Regions from separate parts of the Arachis hypogaea genome. Here region 2 is linked to region 1. The links are chromatin contacts, called in public Hi-C maps. All regions are on one chromosome and are shown on one strand. The core of a region is the stretch at or near the end of the contact, and the rest is flanking DNA. Distances in the headings are between cores, read along the strand shown.

Region 1 (3,098 bases), core at 547-3,046:
CTTGGTCGATTTCCAAAATGCACCAAACACCAAAAATGAAGCCACCAAGCTCGATCCAAAAGCCTCAAACCAACTCCAATAAACACCAAAACTCAATCTAACATTATACAACATACCGACATCAAATCGAAGGTTCACAAAATAACTAAACACAAGGGTTTGAAGAGACTTACCTTATCCAACAATATTAGGAGAAAGTCCAACAATATTCCAATGCTAGATCACCCATAAACAACCAAAATCACAAAATCTACTCAAAAACCAAACGTAAAATGCAAAATTACTTAGGGCAGAAAACTGGAGTAGGAGATGCGAGTTCTTACCAGCAAAGCTTAGTTAGAAATGACGGGCTCGGTGAGAGCTTTGCGTGACCGTAAACGGCTTGTCAAACAGAGCTCTGTAACTCAAGTTATGGCCAAATGAAGGAGGAGTTAATAGTGAAATCTCATTCTCTCTTCCTCTCTTCACTTCAGTGCCCCCTTTCTTTGTTTCTAGGGTAAAATGAGCTGAATTCTCATTAATTGGCATTCATATATGTTGGCCCAACTTGGGCCCGGTCCAACCCGTTAGCATTTTAGATCCGTTTGGTCCACTTTGGGCCAAAATCTTTAAAATTAGTGCTCGGTTTTTAATTCTAAATTATTTTTATTCTTTCAAAACAATAAATTCAATTTTTAAAATCTTATTTTTCTCAATACGCGGTTATGGTCAGACTATAGTAGGTACTATCGGCTTAAGTGTCGGTACGCATTTTTACAAAAATTCTCCGTAAAAGATACATTTTCCCACTTAGAAAAATTCATTGAATTCAAATTTCATCTTTTTATTTTCAAAATATCATTTCTATATTTTTGAACCTATTCCGGGTAGGGGTGTGCATGGCTCAGCCCGGCCCGAAGACTCGGCCCGGTCCCGAACACTTTAGGGGCTAATTTGGTGTGATTTCACCGGGTCTAGGGCCGGGTAAGGGTCTCAAAAATAGACCCGGTCATTATTTTGGGTCGGGTCTGGGCCATGGCTCGGGTCACCCGAACTCGACCCGGTGGCCCGGTCATCATACACAATTAATATTTTGTGTTATTAGTGATGGATGATAGCTATTCTTATGTGAAATTTAAGTATTGTAAACCTTAATGTTTGTTTTATTAGTTATTATAAGACTATATGTTAATGTTTTATGTTTAAAATGTATAAGATTTTAGACAAATGCATAATATTATATTATTTGTATTGATTTAAATATTTGGTGTTATTAGACAATATTAGTATTGATTATGGATATGCTTTAATTTTAGAGAAGAGTTGGTTCTTGTTATATTTTTCTAAATGAATTTTACCATGTCAAATAATGGTTGGAGTCTTGAAAATTTGGATATTTTCACATGCTAGCTTATAAGAAAGTATCAAGGTAATGTAATGTTAAGGGCCCGGTTTTCACCCGGTTTTTACCCGGTATAATCGTGGCTCGAAAGTATATAGGTTTCATCGGGTCTAAGGCCGGGTTCAGGTCTAATAAATAGGCCCGGTGTATATTTCGGGTCGGGTCTGGGTCACATCAAACCCGGTTTCACCCGACCCATGAACACTCCTAATTCTGGGCAGTTAAATTATTATTTTATTAAAGCATTTATTTCGGTTCTTACATTGATTATCTATTGTTGTTAGATTGTTGATTGTTGATTATCTGTTATATATGTTGGTTGCTGTTGTATATTATTCTTAGTAAGTTAGTAGATTATTGTTGTATATTATTCCTGTAGATTAGTCACTTAGTTCTGGTTGATTAGGAATTTAGGATGGCTTTATCAAATGCACCATCAGAAACACCAACTTTCCAAGAACAAGGATCAACTCTTGATGCAACAATTAGAACCCAAAAGAATAGTAATAGAGGAAAAATTGATCCTGTATGCGGCCATTATAAACAAGTTATGGATAAAGGAAAACCAGTTCTGTTATGTATTTATTGCGAGAAGCTTATTAGGGGTAGAGGAATTAACCGGGTTAAGCATCATTTGGCTGGAAAAGGCGGAGATATTGAGGCATGTCGAAAGGTGCCAACTGTAGTGAGACACCAATTCAACCAAAATAATGAAGATCTTCGAACCAAGAAAAGAAAAACTCAAGAAGAATATGCAGAAATTTATAATTCTTGTGATGAAGTTGAAAGAGAATTTGATGAGATTGAACGTAATAATATGTGACAATAATAAAAATCAAGGCTTCCAGCACCTAGCTCTAGAAAAGGAAAACAACTCAAGGGATTACAATCTTTTTTTTCCATTAGCAGCAACACCTGGAGCTCAACCAATTATCAAAAGAGTTCTCCAAAGCAAAGAAATTGTGAAGAAGTGTGATATTGCTATTGTGAGATGGATGATGGATGCCTCTGTGCCATTTAATGCGGTTAATTTAGCTTATTATCAGTCGATGATCGATGCTATTGCAAACATGGGTGCAGGATATAAAGGGCCAAATTATGGAAGAGTTCACGGATATTTGTTGAGTAAATTGGTTGAAGATGTAAAGAAAATGATTGAAGATTATCGTAAAATTTGGAAACAAACTGGATGTACTATCATGGTCGATGGATGGACTGATCGTTGTAGGCATACCTTAATTAATTTCTTGATTTATTGCCCTAAAGGAACTATTTTTCTAAAGTTAGTTGATACTTCTCATGTCTCAAAAACTGCTGATACTTTGTTTAAGTTGCTTAGGGATGTTGTATTATTTGTTGGTCCTGAGAATGTTATACATGTAGTGACGGATAATGCTACAAATTACGTTGCTACTGGAAGGTTGCTGGAATCGAAGTTAATTGATACTATAGGAACCGAATGAGAAAGCAAAGTTATGATCCAATTTGTCTTGATGCATTTGAGGATCATTCGAAATAGATAATGGAAGATTCACCATCATTTTTAACTCCTGAAGAAGTTGATACTTTACGGAATGATCTTGCAAATATGTCTCTTCAATCAACTTTAGATGATTTGGGTATGTTTTTGTTAGGGATGATTTTGTAATGCTTTAACCAAATGTTTTGCCTTATTATTGATTATGATTTGTGAAACATTATTGAAATGCTAGATCAA
Region 2 (3,192 bases), core at 162-2,661, 150 kb after region 1:
TTGACATCACATATCAGTCCAGAGGATCCCCCAAGGCCCAAGCTCTGGCCGATTTCATCTCAGAATTCACCAATGAAGTAGAAGAAATAAAACCATGGGAATTGTATGTGGACGGAGCGTCCAATGACAACGGATGCGGAGCAGGAATTCTACTAAAAGACAACCAAGGTGTATATGCCGAACAGTCAATCAAATTCCAATTTCAAGCGACAAATAATCAAGCCGAGTATGAGGCGCTATTGGCAGGACTAAGACTCGCGAAAGAGGTACACGTGCCGAGCTTGCAGGTATACTGTGATTCCCTACTCATAGTTCAGCAGGTAACCGGTAATTTCCAAACCAAAGATACACTCTTATAAAAATACCTACATATTGCTAAGGACATGATACAAGGTTTTCAAAAATTTGAAATAACACATATACCACGGGAACAAAACTCTAGGGCAGACATATTATCTAAGTTAGCAACACATAGAGAAGATCAGCAATCAGAAAGTTTGGTACATCTCACACTAACAAAACCTAGCCTAGATTTGCAGTATGTCTTAAATTTGTCACAGGATGAAGACTGGCGAACGCCAATAATACACTACCTGAAGACGGAAATCGTACCAAATGGTGATCCGAGATCTTTTAAACGGAAAGCAACCCAGTTCACCCTAATCGGAAATGACCTATACAAACGTGGTTTTTCCCGACCTCTGCTTAAATGTCTTGCAGGAGAAGACACCAGATTAACAATAGAAGAAGTCCACGAGGGTATTTGCGGACATCATATCGGAAGCAGAAGCTTGACAACAAAGATCTTACGTGCGGAATATTATTGGCCGACCTTAAGGTCGGACTGCACAGACAAGGTCAAAAAATGCGAATCATGTCAAAAATGCTCGCCACTGATACACAACCTAGCTGAGGCGTTACATACATCGAATGCAACTTGGCCATTCCACAAGTGGGGCATGGACATCCTCGGACCATTTCCCATAGCGCCAGGCCAGGTAAAGTTCCTTTTGGTAGCCATTGACTACTTTACAAAGTGGGTAGAAGCGCAACCACTTGCAAAAATAACCTCGGATAAGGTACAAAAGTTTATTTGGAAATTTATCATTTGTAGATATGGCATACCACGTGAAATTATCTCTGATAATGGTAGGCAATTTACTGATAAAAAGATTGCATCATTTTTAACTAACATGAATATTAGACATTATTTCTCCTCTGTTGAGCACCCACAGACCAACGGGCTCGCAGAGGCGGCTAACAAAATAATTTTGCAGGCCCTAACAAAAAACTAACCGAGGTTAAAGGTCGCTGGGCCGAGCTAATACCAGAGATACTATGGAGTTACAACACAACTCCGCAATCAACAACTAAAGAAAGTCCTTTCCGCTTAGTATACGGATCAGAATGCATGATCCCTTTGGAAATCAGTCAAGGGTCAACCAGGACCGAGCATTTCAACGAAAGTGCTAACGAACAAATTCGGCTTGCCGAGCTTGACATCATCGATGAAGAACGCAATCTCACGAAGCTAAGGCAAAAATCAATGCAACTAGCTATGAAACGTCAGTACGACAAGAGAGTGAGACCGAGGACCCTCCAGGAGGGAGATCTAGTGCTCAGACAGATAGAAGATGTTCGGAAACCACCAGGCCATGGAAAATTAGCAGCGACATGGGAAGGACCTTTTCGAATCACTAAAGTGGTCGGAAGAGGAGCTTATCGTCTAGAAGCATTGAATGGGACAGCATTACCAAACACATGGAACATCTCATCACTCAAATACTACTATAGTTGATCACAATATTGTAACACACAGGATGGTGAGGTACTCTTTTTTCCTAACCACGAGGTTTTTTCCCTAAGGAGGGTTTACTCGGGTAGGTTTTAACGAGGCCGACCATCCTGCACACCTCGAACATGAGGGACAAATTCATCTGAATAAAATCATACATTTCCCCATACATGGATATACAAAGCAGCAATAAAACGCTGTAGTCATAAACTATTCGCAAAAGCAAACTCCGACACTATACATCAGAGATACAGTCGATAAAGTCGGAATAAAAACCAACAAGTCTTTCAAAAAACATACAAGTCCAAACTACTTACTAAAGGCAAATATTAAAAATTTCTTTCAAACAGGAGGAGGCACGTTCTCATCATGATCTTCACCAGCCTCGTCCTGAACCAACTCCCCATTAACGACTATCTTCGTCACATCGAGCTGACGAACATCGAATCCAGAATCAAATAATGACACTTGAGCAACGGCCCGATCAAAGCCTGAGGTGAACATCTCAATACCTTGGTCCTCAAGCTCATGAATTCGAGCAGTCATCTCACCTTTTGTCTTATCATTGTCCCTAATCTCGGCTTGAAAAGATCGAATCTGGTCCTGAAGGCGAGCAACTTCTCGTCCCTTCTCCTCCAGCTTAGCAGCCGCATCAGAGACCAACCTTTCTTTCTCCTTCATTTTCGCTGTCATATCAGTAATGGCTCTCTCTTTTTCTTTCACCAAACATTCCAAAGTAGCAATTTTATCAGCCTCAGCCTGCCTTTCAGCCCCAAGCAATTTAGTAGTACGCCCGACGCACAGCAAACGAGAAGCAACAACCTGACCAAACCCAGCATTAAAACAAACAAGCAGAACCAGCAAAACAGACAAGAACAGGACAGACACAAAAGTTTACCTGAACATATTTGCCTAAAGCTTCCAGACCCACACGTCGAGTAAGCAGCATATCCCCAGGAAACTGGGAAGCTCTATCAGAGAGCTCGGCCAAGGGAAATTGGTCGCTCCACAAAGAATGGGCATTTGCCCCAGGAATAAACCCATGAAGCTTGCACTGGCGATCAAAAACAGTAGTAGAAACCTCGGCCACCTCCCTATCTTCTTCGGATAGCACCTCCAATGAATCATCAGCCACCCCTCTTTTTCTTTTTGAAGAAACAGGTTGCGCAGTCGAAAAAGCAGCACCCCCTTCATCAACATTCTGAGCAGCAGAGGTAGTTACACCCTTTTCCCTTTTCCTGTCAAGAAAAGATTGAAGCCTGGAGAAATTCAGGTGCGGTACTCGTCCACCTGCAAAAGCCAAGCGAAAGACATCAGCGTCGAAACAGAAAACTAATACCGGGGACAAACATGTACATTACCTATATAAGTTCGCAACCCTTCCCTATCATTATCTT

What was found. Hi-C and Micro-C count contacts between places; a contact is called where the count stands out from the background.
Region 2: a Hi-C map of leaf shows a contact between it and region 1, with 3 times the contacts expected there. The contact joins the promoter of LOC140180662 here to the promoter of LOC112763568 in region 1. A contact is called at or near these places in 2 of 8 Hi-C or Micro-C datasets (both in leaf).

The regions. Positions count from the first base shown.
Region 1 is chr17:101,838,114-101,841,211 of arahy.Tifrunner.gnm2.J5K5, forward strand. It overlaps LOC112763568, which reads left to right and starts at 1,797. Exons shown (of 2, transcript XM_025809208.1): 1 at 1,797-2,190; 2 at 2,291-2,844. The coding sequence starts at 1,797. The coding sequence ends at 2,844.
Region 2 is chr17:101,986,626-101,989,817 of arahy.Tifrunner.gnm2.J5K5, forward strand. It overlaps LOC140180662, which reads left to right and starts at 1,412. Exons shown (of 1, transcript XM_072221928.1): 1 at 1,412-1,798. The coding sequence starts at 1,412. The coding sequence ends at 1,798.